Linked DNA regions of Sus scrofa: region 1 is linked to region 2. A link is a contact called in public HiChIP or PLAC-seq data. All regions are on one chromosome and are shown on one strand. The core of a region is the stretch at or near the end of the contact, and the rest is flanking DNA. Distances in the headings are between cores, read along the strand shown.

Region 1 (6,935 bases), core at 1,524-4,023, 130 kb before region 2:
GTATTAGGCCTCTAACTACTTTATGGTCTGGACTTTCACTAGAAAAATTGGGTCACTTAACTAATATTGTAGGAGTTCCCTCGTGGCACATCGAGTTAAGGATCCAGCATTGTCACTGCAGCAGCTCAGATCGCTGCTGTGGTGTGAGTTTGATCCTTGGCTCAGAAGTTTCCACATGTTGCAGGCCAAAAAACAGAAAGAATTAACTTTGTAGCATCCAAAGGAAATGATGTACTTCTCTGCCTGCTGTAACCCGATTCACTTCATGTACCATGAGGTGGGCTTGATCCGTTAGGCAAAATTCTTGCCTATAGTCTAGTGCTGTAGCATTGGAGCTGGTGAAATCAAACCATTGTCTGTAAAGGGAACATACCTTCAGACAAAATCCAAAAACTCTTCTCCAGCTCAAGGGTCCCATCCGAATATTACTTGAGTTTGGATTGCTGTGTGAAAATCTTTTTTTTTTTTTTTTGTAAAATAGAAACTAGGAAGTTGTTTGTATACATACAGATTATTCGTTCCCCATTATAAAATGTCTAAAATGATCGCAAAGAAGAGCACTAACTAAAAATGTTAAGTATAAGTTAGGCACAGAGGAAAATCCCTGAGTAAAAATAGTCTGTATCATTAAGTAAACATGCTCTCTGAAGGTGGGGGCCATGAATCAGTGAAGACAGAGGTGGGAAAATACAAGACGCACCCAGGCACCCTATTCAGTAAGAACTCAGCGGAAAGATTAAGAGTCTAAGGTTCTATGTATAACAATACCAACCGACGGTCTGAAAACCTTGAGAGAGTGGCTAAACAGGACAGCAAATTCTGGGCCTTTTAAAATGACCCTCGTCTCTATATTTGGCTCTTGAATCCTAGGTAGGCCTAGAGAAACACCGTTCATTTTTTGACATTAAAGAACCTTAATGAAGATTTTTTAATTCCCTAAATCACTGTACATGGATACAAGGAAAATATCTGGAGACAGAGGTGGACTGCAGAAAGAGGTGCTGAGTTCTCATTCCTAGTATAGGAGCATGTGGAAATCTATTGTGCCAAGGCCAGTGGGGAAAGAGACGCAAAGAGCCTTTCGAGCTTAAATTCCAACTGAAACATGGTTCTGACATCTTTCAAATATTGATAGGACTTGCTTTCAGCTCTGGCAACCCAGCAGACTCCACTATCAGCTGCTCTGTAAGGGCTGTTCTTACACAATACAGAGAGAGCTTCAGAACAGTAGGCTAATGTTCCAGAATATACGCCAAAAAGAGACACACATACCACATGATTCCTCTCATACCAGGAGTCTAAAATAGCCAAGTTTAGACTCAAAGAGTGCAGCAGTAGCTGCCAGGTTCTCAAGGGAGGAGGAGACGGAGAGTTACTCATCAATAGGCAATAAGTTTCAGATAAGCCAAATGAATATTCTAGATCTGCAGTCAATACTAATGCGTTGTAACTAAAACTTTCTTAAGAGGACAGACCTCAATTGAAGTATTAATCACAAGAAAATGAAATCTTAGAGATGCTTTCTTTTCTCTTTTTCTTTTTAGGGCCACAGCTGCAGCATATGCAAGTTCCCAGGCTAGGGGTGGAATCAGAGCTATAGCTGCCACCCTCCACCACAGCCACAGCAAGGCAGAATCCAAGCCGCATCTGTGGCATATGCCACAGCTCACAGTAACGCCAGATCCTTAACCCACTGAGCGAGGCCAAGGGCCGGACCTACATCCTCATGGATCCTGGTCAGGTTCCTTAACCACTGAGCCACAAAGGGAACTCTGAAAGATTCTTTTTAAACATGAGAACACAAAGAGATTGAAAGTCAAAGAATGAATAAACATATACCACACCAACACAAGAAAGCTGGGATTGTTATTTAGACATGAGCAAGGGTTACAACTATGTTGGGGATTTTTGTTGTTGTTGTTGCTTTTTTGGACCGCACCAGGGGCATGTGGAAGTTCCCAGACTAGGGGGCAGATAGGAGCTACAGCTGCTGGCCCCCACCACAGCTCACAGCAACACCAGATCTCCGAGCCACTGGGCAAGGCCAGGGGGTGAACCCTCATCCTCACAGATACTAGTTGGTTTTGTTTGTGCTGAGCCACGAGAGGAACTCCTGAACACAAACGTTTCTAGCAGCATCTTTCATAATAACACAGAACCGAAAACAGGCAAGACGTCCATCCACTTGTGGTTTATCAGCGTGGCTAAATAACACGAAAGGATAAAAAGGAGTGAATCACTGATACACACATTCGACCTGGGTGGATCTCGAAAGAGGCTTCACTGAAAGTCCTTACCACGTGTGCGATTCCATGTCCAAAACAGGCAAAACCACTGTGTGGCAACAAAGGGAAAACCAACAACAGTGGTCGCCCCCAGGGGACGAGGATGGGGCTAACCGGGAAACAACCAAGATGGCCCACAACAGGCAAGTGGTTGAGCAAACCGTGGTACATCCGTACAGTGGAAGACAGCTCAGCAGCAGGACGTAGCTCGTGACACCCACGGCAACCTAGATGAGCCTCAAAAGCAGCACGTTTAGTGATGGGAGCCAGTCTCGAAAGGCGGCACGCCTGGCGAACCCACCTTTAGGACATCTGGGAAAGGGAATCTTTTCCGAGACGGGAAACAAAGCCGTGGTTGTCAAGGGTTAGGTCTGAAGAAAGAGTTTAACAACTGTTGGGATTTTAAACGCCTCCATAATATCGCAGCCTCTGCACCCATTTTGTGTGGCTAAGGGGCCCTGGGTGACAGCCATCAGAGTCACAAGAAAGTGAAACAGATATGACTTCCCCAAAGCCCCTGGTGCGAAAACAGTCTCTTCCGCCTCCCAGCTCCTTCCCACAGAGCTTACCGACTCGATCCGGCCTTAGGCGGGGGACCTCACAAACACTTCACCTGTGGACCCTAATAAAGGCATATGTCCCGGGGCCTGCTGCTGCCCCTCCGCCAGGGCCCTGCCTCGACCTCCTGTGTGGCCCGCCAGGCTGGCTGTGTACATCCTCCAGGACCTGTGAGTAATAAACTTCTCTATTTCACTTTGCCTCGTGGTCTTCGTTGAACCTTGCCTCACCGTCCAGCTCCCCACCCCCAGGGCTCTACCTCACAAAGGCTACTTGGACAAAAATCGCAGTGCTTACAGAGGGGCAGCAGCAGCAGAGCAGGGACTTATCGGGCTTGATGGAGCTGATCCATCTGCTGAAGGCGGTGGTGGATACCCACATCTATACATGCGCTAAAGTCGTAGAACTGGGCTACAAAGGAGCTTGGCTTTATTGCACAGGATATTTTTAAAAAGGAGTTCCCGTCGTGGCTCAGCGGAAATGAACGTGACTAGTACCCATGAGGACGCAGATTCCATCCCTGGCCTCGCTCAGAGGGTTAAGGATCCTACACTGCCGTGAGCAGATGAGTCTAGGATCTCAGGATCTGGCGTGGCTGTGGCTGTGGTGTAGGCCAGCAGCTGCTGCTCTGATTTGACCCCTAGCCTGGGAATGTCCATATGCTGGGGGTGCAGCCCTAAAAGGAGCAATAAATAAATAAATAAACAAACAAACTAAAAACCAAAAAAGAAATGACTCAGGGCCATGGACTGCACGCGATACTATCCCTACTATTTAGAAAATTCTTATTTTAGCATAACTATATTTTTACATATTTTTGAAGTATATTTTGCTATATATATGCATATATATATAATATATGTATATTACACATATCTACAAATTCTCCGTACATCTTCTAATCACTATTCTGAAATGGAAGGCTGGTATTGTCAAAAATGAAAAAATTAAAGTTCAGTAAAGACCAGTACCTATCAGGGAAGCAGCAGACATAAAGTTCCTTACTAATCAAATCCAAACTACATGAGGCATAAAGACACAGCGTCATTGAAAACCGTGGATCTCAGACTTGGTTTCTCCTCTAGCTTTCTATGGTGAGGTGTCATTTCCACGGTGGTATGCAAATCAAGGGACCAGAAGCGGAGCCTGGTCCAGGGAAAATTACATCTGCAAATTGAGGGTTCTGGAGAAAAGGCTTTCCAGTGGCAAGATTCATAGGCAGGAGCCTTGAGGGGACCGCCCCTGCCTGGCTCAAACCAGGGGTGCTGGGGCAGGGCCTGGCCAGGCGCTCGCTGTTGCTAAGTGACCGCTCGCTCACTCAGGTTGCTACGCAGGGCACCTCCTGGCATCTCCACGGGAAGGTGGCCCAAAACGAAACGCTTCTTTCTTTTTGAGGTGTACAGCACACGTGCGCTGGCATCCATAGGTTGCAAAATACTTACCGCGATGAATTTAGTTAATATCCATCACCTCGTGCAGCAGCAACTAATCTCGATCCCGCTGGACCCTCGTTGCGACTTGCCTAGTTCCTGACGGTGTCCCGCCCAACCCGCCCCCCATCCCGACCCAATCTTCCCGCCAAAGCCCCGGCCCCGCTGGAGTCCACGCCAGCCCCTCTGGGCAGCCACCCGTCCACCCCGCACCGCCGTCGTCGGTGGCCCTGGCAGGTTCGCCCCATGACCACGCCCCGCACGGTCCTGAGCTGCGCCACGAGGAACCCGGTCCGTCTGGGGACGTCGCCTGGCTCCGCCTTGCTCAGGGCCAACCGAGGAGCTCGTCGTAGCCCAGCCTCACCCCAGACCCCACCCTGGCCAGCCTCACACCCAGGGCCACCCCAGGCCCTGTCACCCTCTGCCCCCGCCCGACTCCGACCCCTCGCCCACCCCCGGCCCGACTCTCGCCCCCTGTCCCTCCAGGAAGCGACGTCCCAGCCCCGCCGCCTCCCACCCCCACGCCGAGTGACCGAAGCACGCACGAGGGTTTCTTTAAACACGTGTATTGCCTGGCAACGAGTCTGCCCGAGGAGGCAGGCAGGGAGGCAGGCCGGGGCTTCCGGGGCTGTGAGGGGCTGGGGCCAGGACATCCAGGGCGCGTCGGGCAGCTACTCCTGGGTCGGGGCCACTTGCGAGATGGCGAGGGTTCCGAAGAAGGCGCTGAGCAGGGCGTTGTTGTGGACCGCCATGGCCACCAGCTCTGGGGTGATGCACCTCCTACCCACAATCTGGGCCTCGTCGCCCGCCAGCTCCAGGACCCTGGCCGTCAGGTACTCGATGGTGGCCGCGAGGAAGACCCGGGCGGACGAGCTCAGGCACTGGGCGTAGGGGCCCTCCCGCAGGAGGCGCTCCATGTGGCTCACGGAGGCGGACAGCCCGGCTCGGGTGGTGCGGGCGCAGGTCCGCCCCTGGCGACCGGGTGACTTTCGACGGCTCCTTTTCCCGGGCATGCGGCGGCTGGGCGTTGGGGGCGCCTTCTCCGACGGACCGACCGACGGGCCTAGCTACCTCTGCCGTGGGGTGCAGCGCGATGAGCTCCAAGAGGTGCCACGAGGTGCGCCGAGGTGCCCTGGGAGGTGCCAGCTGGTCGCGACGTCTCAAGACAACCGCTCCCCTCGGGCCTCCACTGCGTAGCCCAGCGACCACGGGTCGGGGCGGCCCCTCATTGGTCGGGGTGCTCGCGCTCTGACACGTACATCCGGGGAGGTCACTGCTCGCCCGGAACCCACCCTCACCCCGCACCCCCGCACCCCCGCACCCCGCACCCCGACCCCCCGCAGGCCTGGGCCTGCCCCGAAATGGCGCTGGCAGGACCCTGCCGCCCCTGCTCCCGGGACCCTCTCTTTCCGAGGGAACTCTCACGTTGCCCGGGATGGGAGCTTGGTCCCGAGAAGAGGACCAGTGGCGGACCATCCAGGGGCACCAAGAATACACTGGTGGGGCCGGGCCACCGTCACGACGATCTACTTCCCAAACCTTGGCGCCCCCCCACCCCCGCAAAGAAACCCTGTACCCTCCAAGCCGTCTGTCCCCCCGCCCCCTCCTGAGTGCCCTCCACCCCCACACACCTCGCCCCCCCCCGCCCCTGGAGTACCCAGGCAACAGCTCACCGGCTTCCAGGGACCCTTGTTCCTAGAGAGGCACCCCTCCAATAAGCAGGTGGTCTTCTGTGTCTGGCAGCTTTCCCTTCGCATAACGTTGGCATCAGCGTTCCTCCCCTGATGGCACGAAGCGGCACCACGGTCCTTTCCTGGCTGAATGGCGGTCCGCTGCCTGACTCTCGTCATCGCTTAGGCGGCGGATGCCATCGTCCCTCGCTGGACGTTTGGGGGACTCGCGCCTTGTGCCTGTTGGGAAGAGGCTGTGGTGAACCCTCCGTCCAGGCTCCTCTTTGAACACCTCTTTTCCGTTCTCCTGGGCTTATACCCACGAATGGCTTTTCGGGGTTTAGTTCTGGACTCTTACCTCTCTCTCGTTGGCAAACGGGTCTCCCCTTAGGCTGGTACCACCCAGCTTTGATAACTGGAGCTTTATCCTAAGGTTTGAAATAGGGACGTGCGAGTCCTCCAGCTGTTTCCTTCTCTTCCAGGATGACGTGGGCTAGTCAAGGTCCCTGGAAATTCCGGATGCATTCAGCGTTGGCTGTGACACTTCTGTAAAGCAGGGCACTGGGGATTTGATAGGCATTGAATGAATTCTCTAGACAACTTGGGGTGGGATTTCTACCTTAACAGTGCTAAGTCTTCCAGTCCATGACTCCTGCTGTCTTCCCACCGTCCAGCTTTTTTAGGTCATCTTTCATTTCTTTCCACAATGATTCGTCGTTTTCAGTGCAAAATTCTTCCCCTCCTTGGCGAAACGTATTCCTGTGTATTTTCTTCCTTTTGATCCTATCTGAAATGGAACTGTCGTCACTGTCATTATGGATTTTTCTTCCCCGCTGGTCCATGGAAATTCAACTGATTTTTGTGTGTCGATCGTGTAGGCTGCGCCTCGATTGAATTTGTTCATCAAGGCTAAGGGTGTTTTGTGGATTCTTCAGGGTGTTCTATACAGAAGATCCTGTCGTCTGAGAATAGAGATAGTTTTACTTCTTCCT
Region 2 (6,900 bases), core at 404-2,903:
ATGGTCTCGCCTCTGACGTATGGGCCACACCAGTATCACTTTTAGGAATCATCACTTCATATTCATCTTTATCATTAATGTCCATAATGACTCAAATGCAGCATCAGATCCAGGTGACGCGAGAGCACCAGGTTAGAGCTCCCAGGGAGCCCGGGGCAGGCCTGCGAGGAACTGAGGAGCGAAGGGCGTTCATTACGCACGCACGTGGTCTAAGCTTCCTCCCCCTTCCCCACCGAATAAGGAAACATCCTGCTGGTTTTGTTTTCTTTTTAGGGCCACACCCACAGCATATGGAAATTTCCAGACCAGGGGTCGAATCAGAGCTGCAGCTGCCAGCCTATGGCACAGCCACAGCAATGCGGGATCCAGCTGCTTCTGCGACCTGCACCACAGCTCTAGGCAACGCCAGGTCCGTACCCGGCTGAGCAAGGCCAGGGCTGGAACCTGCGTCCTCATGGAGCCTAGTTGGGTTTGTTCCCGCTGAGCCACAATGGGAACCCCTCGCATCCTGTTTTGATGGGAGGTCCTCTTCTGCCGAACTGCCACCTTTACGCGCCTACTGACCGTCGGAAGGGGGGGCTGCACTGAAAGCTGAGGCTCAGTCATCCTGCTCGCTGAGTCAGTGCTCCCTTTGAGCCCGTTTGCCCTCTTTCCGCCGCGCCCGCTTCCGCGCAGCAGAAACGTGAGGCACGTGCGGATTCTCCGGATGTCCCTTCTCTGCGGCGCCCTGCCCGAGGCCACCCCCGTGGCTCACTGGCTCGTGTGTGGGTCCCACCGCGGCTGTCCTGCGGGTGTCAGCCCACACCGCCCAAGCGGACGGCGGGCCGGCTCCCTTGCCAGGCGCCGTTTGAAGCAGTTTTCCCTGAGGCGGTGCCGGCGCAGCCCGTGGCCAGGCCAGGCCGACTGGCTTGTCCTTGCGGGCGCGGCCGTCCCCGGAAAGATGGGTCCCACCGGAGAGGACAGGCGGCTCACGAAGAGCTTAGGCGGCGGAGGGGGCGTGGGGGGGGGTCCCCGCCGGGTCCCCGCCGCCCCGGCCCCGCGCGGCCGGCGTTCTCCCACCTCCCGGCGCGCAGCCCCAGCAGCCGGCAGCCGGGCTCCCAGGACCTCGGGTCCGAGCGCGGGCGGCTGGCAGCCCCGAAGCAGCAGCGCCCGAGCCCGAAGGCGCCCGCCCGGACCCGGGGCCGGCCGCCAAGGCCTCCTTGGACTCGGCGGCGTCACACGAGCCGATTCGTTTGGGGCAGCAGTTGAGCTGCTTTTTTAAAATCCGGAACATGGAATTCTTTACCTTGCAACGCACAGGTGTTTCGCCTTGACAGCCAGAGAGGCCAAGTGCGGTGACCTGACCGTGGGGTCTCAGGAGGTGACCCGGGAGCCGGCTGCCCGGCCCCCGTTCCCGCCGCCGCCGCCGCCAACTTGCCAACGACCAAGGCGCGACTCAGGCCGTGTAAACTCGGGCTCTGGAGACCGTTTCTGACCCTTCGGGAACATCTCGTTGGAACGTGTCAACACCAGGTACACGAGTTTACATACATGCAATTAACTGAGCCAAGCCTCACTCACGGATTCACCTTGAACTCTTTTTCTGGCCACCGCAAGTTCTGTCCCAACTCTGCGGAGGAGTTTGGTTTCACTACTTCTTAACTCCTCGGCCGAGGGAGGGGCGGGCAGAGAGGAAGGACCCGCCTGCAGGGTTGGCGGGCGCTGCATGCAGAGCCTTTCTCTTTTTCATTGCGGTAAACAGTTTTATTGAGACTGTTTACATCCAATTCGCCCATTTGAAGTGTACGGGTGCGTGGCTGTTGGTGCAGTCGCAGCGGTGGGCACGCTGATGTCACCAGTCAGCTTGCCAACACCTGCGCGACCTCAAAAAGAAGCCTGATACCTTCTCACTCCCATCCCTCCAGCCTCTGGCAACCGTTAGTCTGCTTTCTGTCCCTATCCTGGACATTTCATATCAATGGAATCATACAATACGTGTTCCTTCGTGTCTGCTTTTTTTTTTTTTTTTTTTTTTTTTGGTCTTTTTTTTGTCTTTTTTTTGCCATTTCTTGGGTCGCTCCCGTGGCATCTGGAGGTTCCCAGGCCAGGGGTCGAATTGGAGCTGTAGCCACCGGCTTATGCCAGAGCCACAGCAACGCGGGATCCGAGCCGCGTCTGCAACCTACACCACAGCTCACGGCAACGCCGGATCCCTAACCCACTGAGCAAGGGCAGGGACCGAACCCGCAACCTCATGGTTCCTAGTCGGGTTTGTTAACCACTGCGCCACTGCAGGAACTCCTCGTGTCTGCCTTTTTTCACTACATTTTCAATATTTATCGGTGTTGTAGCAACTGTCAGTACGTCATTCCGTTTTATGACGTTTGTTTCCACCTTGTAGCTATTGTGACTAGTTCTGTTAGGAACGTTTGTGTCTTTTTGTTCGAATACCTGTTTTCAATTCTGTGAGGTGAACACCTAGGAGCGGAGTTGCCAGGGCTGGTGGTGACATTCTGTGGTACATTTTGGAGGCCACTGTCCACTCCCGGCCACAGCGTACAGCTCTCATTTCTCCACATCCTTGTCAACATTTGTAATTATCATCATTTTTATTCGGATGAGTGTGAAGTGTCTCATGGATTTGACTGGCCTTTCCCTGAAGACCACTGATGTCAGGCATCTCTTCATGTGCTTATTGACAATTTGTACGACTTCCACGGAGAAATGTCTGGTCAGATCCTTTGCCCGTTTTTCCAGTTGTGTGTGTGTGTGTGTGAGAGAGAGAGAGAGAGGGAGGGAGTCAAGTTCTGTGTACAATCCAGATACTGGTCTCCCGTTTCTGGGAAGTGCAGCTCTCCCGCCCTCTGGGTCGGCTCGTGCGGTGCAGGTGCTCTTTCCTAGGCCTTCGGCTGCGCGGCCCTGAGCTGCGGGGAGGTGGAACCCTGAACCGGTCTGGAGTGGGGTCTCCTCCTGGCAGAGCTGGGAGGGGCAAGGAAGGAGCAGATCTCAATCCAAATGCTAGAAATTCTCAGGAGTTTTTGTAGATTTTTCCCGCCTGTCTCTTGGCCCTCAGGGCCCCTTCCGGAGACTGGGTACTTTTCCCCGGGGAGTGGGGACTGCCCACCTGCTCACACGGTCCTGCTACGAGTTGATCCGGGCTTTTCCTCTCTTAAAGCGGCTGAAGTCAGGGTGCAGGAGGCAGTGATTTGGGGGAGGCTGCAAAGCTGCTGGTACCCGTAAGCACTGCTGAGTTGACTTCCTTCGCAGCGGCCTTTTGTTGCTCTAAGGAAGCTAAGTGCCCATCAGGGGGCCTGTTTCAGTCCTTCCTGCCGCTCTAACTCCAGCTGTTTATCAACAGCTAACTGCAGCTTTGGGATCTCAGGGGGTCCTCTGGATGCTGTAACCCTTACTCTCCCTGCTTTTGCCCACACTTAGATCTGTGCCACCAGCTCTGAGGGAGCCGGTCCTGTCCCCGAGCCTGGCGCTATTGGTCTTTTAAAAGGGCATTTTAACTTCACCAGCCCCATGCTGGCCACCAAATCTGTTAGGCCCTAGCCCAAGACTGACAGATTCGGCGGGTTTAGCCGCAAAGGCCCTTTCTAGATTCAGACCGTTTATTCCTCACAGAGTCAGCGGAAGGAAGAGGAACCAAAGGCCCCAGCTCCCCGTGGTCCTTGTCCCCCACACACCAAAATGCACAAAACCTGCCGACTGCGGTGGGAGCTGCGGCTCAGCAGGTTGAGAACCGACAGAGTGTCCATGAAGATTCGGGTTCCATCCCTGGTCTTTCTGCCGAGGCCCCCCTGCTGGGCCGCGCTCAGACCCTGGGGGTGCCAGGTGGCTTGAGTGCTGTTCTCTGCGCGCCTCTGTCCTCCTATGGCAAGAGGTTCCGCCAGCCCTCGGCTTGGCTGCGGTCCAGGCCCCGCGTATGTGGCATATGTGGGTCCCCTTCAGGCCCAGAGAACCTACACTCCTCCCTCCAGATCAGGGACCCCACGCAAACACAGCAGCTGTTTCCTTTCTGGTCCGGAATCCAACATAGGAGCATGTGTGGCACTTAGTTTTCCTGTCTTAAATGTGCTTTAATCCCGGGGACGCCTTGGCTTGGCCCTTTTCCCCGTCCTTGACAGGTAAACCTCCGCACATCAACCCACCGTCGCATCCACTGATGACTGCTGCGAATGAGCCACCGCTCCCGTCACCACCCAAGGGGGAGTTCCTTGTCTCACCACTTTGTACTCAGAAGGAGGGCTTTCTTTCCTCCCCCATCTGTTTGCATCCGTGTCGACTCAGACCCTTAGATTATTCACAAGGTTATAATCCTTTACGCTCACTTTGATGCACAAATTGTCCCCACCGAGGCTGGGACCTCTGTCGCCCTCGCGCAGGAATCCCAGCCCTGCTCCCTCAGCCACCAGGTGTTTTGACACGTCCATGTACCTGCCTCCTCCCCCACATGCCTACTTTGCAAAGTACAACTCGGATTACCGGCTTAGAAAAAGAATTTCAAATCGCCGTAAGTCTATCAATGTAAAGAGCTCATTTAGAAGGGACAGGTGCTGAAGGTTGGCCTGTGAAAATATTCGAGTCATCTTATTCCCCTCAGATTTTCTTTTTACCGCTCCTTTCTTATTTCACAAAGCACCATACCTCCTAGTTCCTTATTTAATACTTACAACTTTTTATTTTGCAATAATTATAGATTAACAGGAAGTTGCAAAAATAGTACAATGAGTCCCATGTACCCTTCACGCAGTTTCCCCAACATGGTGACAGTGGCTAATTAGACTACACACCTTATTCGCATTCACCAGATTTTCCATGCATTCATTTGGGGGGGCTGTAATTTTAGCCCAGATAGAGATTCCCGTTTTAAGAATGCTGTACGAATGCAATTATACACCATGTGACCTTTGGAGACCGGCTTTCTTCAGTCATCATAACACCCTTGAGGTCCACCCGAGTCGTGTGACTGCTCGGTTCCTTTTCCTGGCACACTAGTATTCCATGATGTGGGTGGACGCTTTACCCACCCACTCAACGGCAGGACATGGAGGCTGTTTCCAGTCTCGGGCTATGACAAGCGAAGCTGCTAAGAATGTTTCTGTATAAGGACTTGTGCCAAAATAGGTTTTCACTTCTTTGGGAAAAGTATCCAGGAAAACAGTTGCTGGGTAATAAAGTATGTGTGTGTTTAACTTTATTAGAAATTTCCAAACTCTTTTGTCCAGAGTGGCTTACACTTTACACCCTGTCCGCAGTGTATGAGAGATCCAGTTTGCATGCTCAACAGCAACTGGTATTTTCACTATTAAGTGTGTAGTCATAATCCATTGGTTAAGAAGGTAGACATAATTCATTATAGTTTTAATCTCATGCCTCGATGACTAAGGAAGTGCTGGCTTGCCAGCCATGTACCCTCTTTAGTGATGTCTATTCAAGTCTTCTGCTCATTTTCTAATTGTTGTTTACTCCTCACTTTATATAGTCTAAATTGATTTAGATAAATGGTTTGCAAATAATTTCTCTCAGTAATTTCCTCCTCTTAAATTTTTTTGCAGAGTTTTTCATCTTAAGTCCAATCTATCCACTTTTTCCTTTGAGGATTATGCTTTCAGAGTGAAGGCCAAGAACCTGTTGCCTAGCCCGAGATTCTAAAGATTTTTCTATGATTTTTTTCGAAAAGTTTTAGAGTTTAATATCTTACATCCAAGTTCATGACACATTTTGAAGTGAATTTTGTGTAAGGTATGCGGTTTCGTCAAAGTGGGTTTTTTGAGTTTCGCCAATTGCTCCAGCATCATCCGTGGAAAGACCGTCCTTCCTGCGCTGAGCGGCTTTTGTGCCGAAATCAGTCGGGCGTCCACGGGACCGTGCGGACGACTGCGGCATCAGAGGAAATCTCCAAATTGTTCTTCTTGCTGAATTTGACACCCGATGTTTCCATCCTCCCTACAGGGAAAGAGGAGAACAGACAAGACAACACTGACACGGCCTCTGCCCCAGGAGAGGGGTTCATCAAGATTTCGGGGCTCCATTCGCAACGTTGAAATCTGACCTCCAAATAATACACTGAAATTCGAAAAACAATAATGTAGGGAGAAATAAGAGAGAAAAACAAAAACCAAAGCCAACCCTTTGTTACTATTTGCTTGTGTTTTTCCTTTTTTTCTTTTTCGTCTTTTTGTCTTTTTTTTTTTTTTTAGGGCTGCACCTGCGGCATATGGAGGTTCCCGGGCTAGGGGTCGAATCGGAGCTTCAGCCGCCGGCCTACACCGCAGCCACAGCCACGTGGGATCCAAGCCGTGTCTGCGACCTACACCACAGCTCACGGCAACACCAGATCCTTGACCCACTGAGCAAGGCCAGGGATCGAACCCGCATCCTCAGCGTTCCTAGTCAGATTCGTTTCTGCTGCACCGCAACGGGAACTCCCACCCTTTGTTACTGCTGTTGGAGTCGAGGCCTTCTTTGCTTCCTTCTAACTCCTCCAGCTGCCACTTTAATGTCCAGTATACAATAAGCTTGGCTCTTTTCTGAACCCACACCACAGCAGCGACCCAAGCTGCTTCAGTGACAACGCTAGATCCTTAACCGAGCTACCAGGGAACTCCTCCAACAGAACTTTTAAAGCTTTTTTTTTACGTCCACAGTCCTAAATGTTTCTGGGAAAAAACGCATTTATATTATACTGGAGGTTCTTAGGTAAACAGAATCTGATCAGTGGGAATTTGCTTCAGAGAAGCACCCACATAGATTCGGCCTCTGATATGTAGCTCAGAATACATATTTTAGAGCCCAGGAAGGAAGAGGTAAGACAGACGCCTCTCAACGGGGGCAAAGAACAGATGTGAGGTGCTTCCACGAACCCTTGTGGACTTAGCTGCTTGCCCAACAGAAGTATCATGAGATTGAACAGGA

The links. HiChIP or PLAC-seq counts read pairs in DNA pulled down with a chosen protein or histone mark.
Region 1: an H3K27ac HiChIP or PLAC-seq map of alveolar macrophages shows a contact between it and region 2. The contact joins two enhancer-like sites. A contact is called at or near these places in 1 of 47 Hi-C or Micro-C datasets (embryonic fibroblasts) and 1 of 2 datasets of contacts at active chromatin or transcription factors (alveolar macrophages).

The regions. Positions count from the first base shown.
Region 1 is chrX:125,566,444-125,573,378 of Sscrofa11.1, reverse strand. LOC100620916 (histone H2A-Bbd type 2/3-like) reads right to left here. Exons shown (of 5, transcript XR_002340766.1): 3 at 6,302-6,905; 4 at 5,947-6,183; 5 at 5,284-5,521. Among named protein-coding and RNA genes, the nearest start is that of CLIC2, 9.9 kb to the right of the region's middle. Within about 2 kb of position 2,773, at least 3 of the 83 cell types and tissues checked have an H3K27ac peak or open chromatin away from gene starts, as enhancers often do. A contact at or near this core is called in alveolar macrophages, where this site is marked.
Region 2 is chrX:125,436,819-125,443,718 of Sscrofa11.1, reverse strand. BRCC3 (BRCA1/BRCA2-containing complex subunit 3) reads right to left here. Exons shown (of 11, transcript NM_001243023.1): 11 at 4,637-5,931. Among named protein-coding and RNA genes, the nearest start is that of VBP1, 45 kb to the left of the region's middle. Within about 2 kb of position 1,653, at least 10 of the 83 cell types and tissues checked have an H3K27ac peak or open chromatin away from gene starts, as enhancers often do. A contact at or near this core is called in alveolar macrophages, where this site is marked.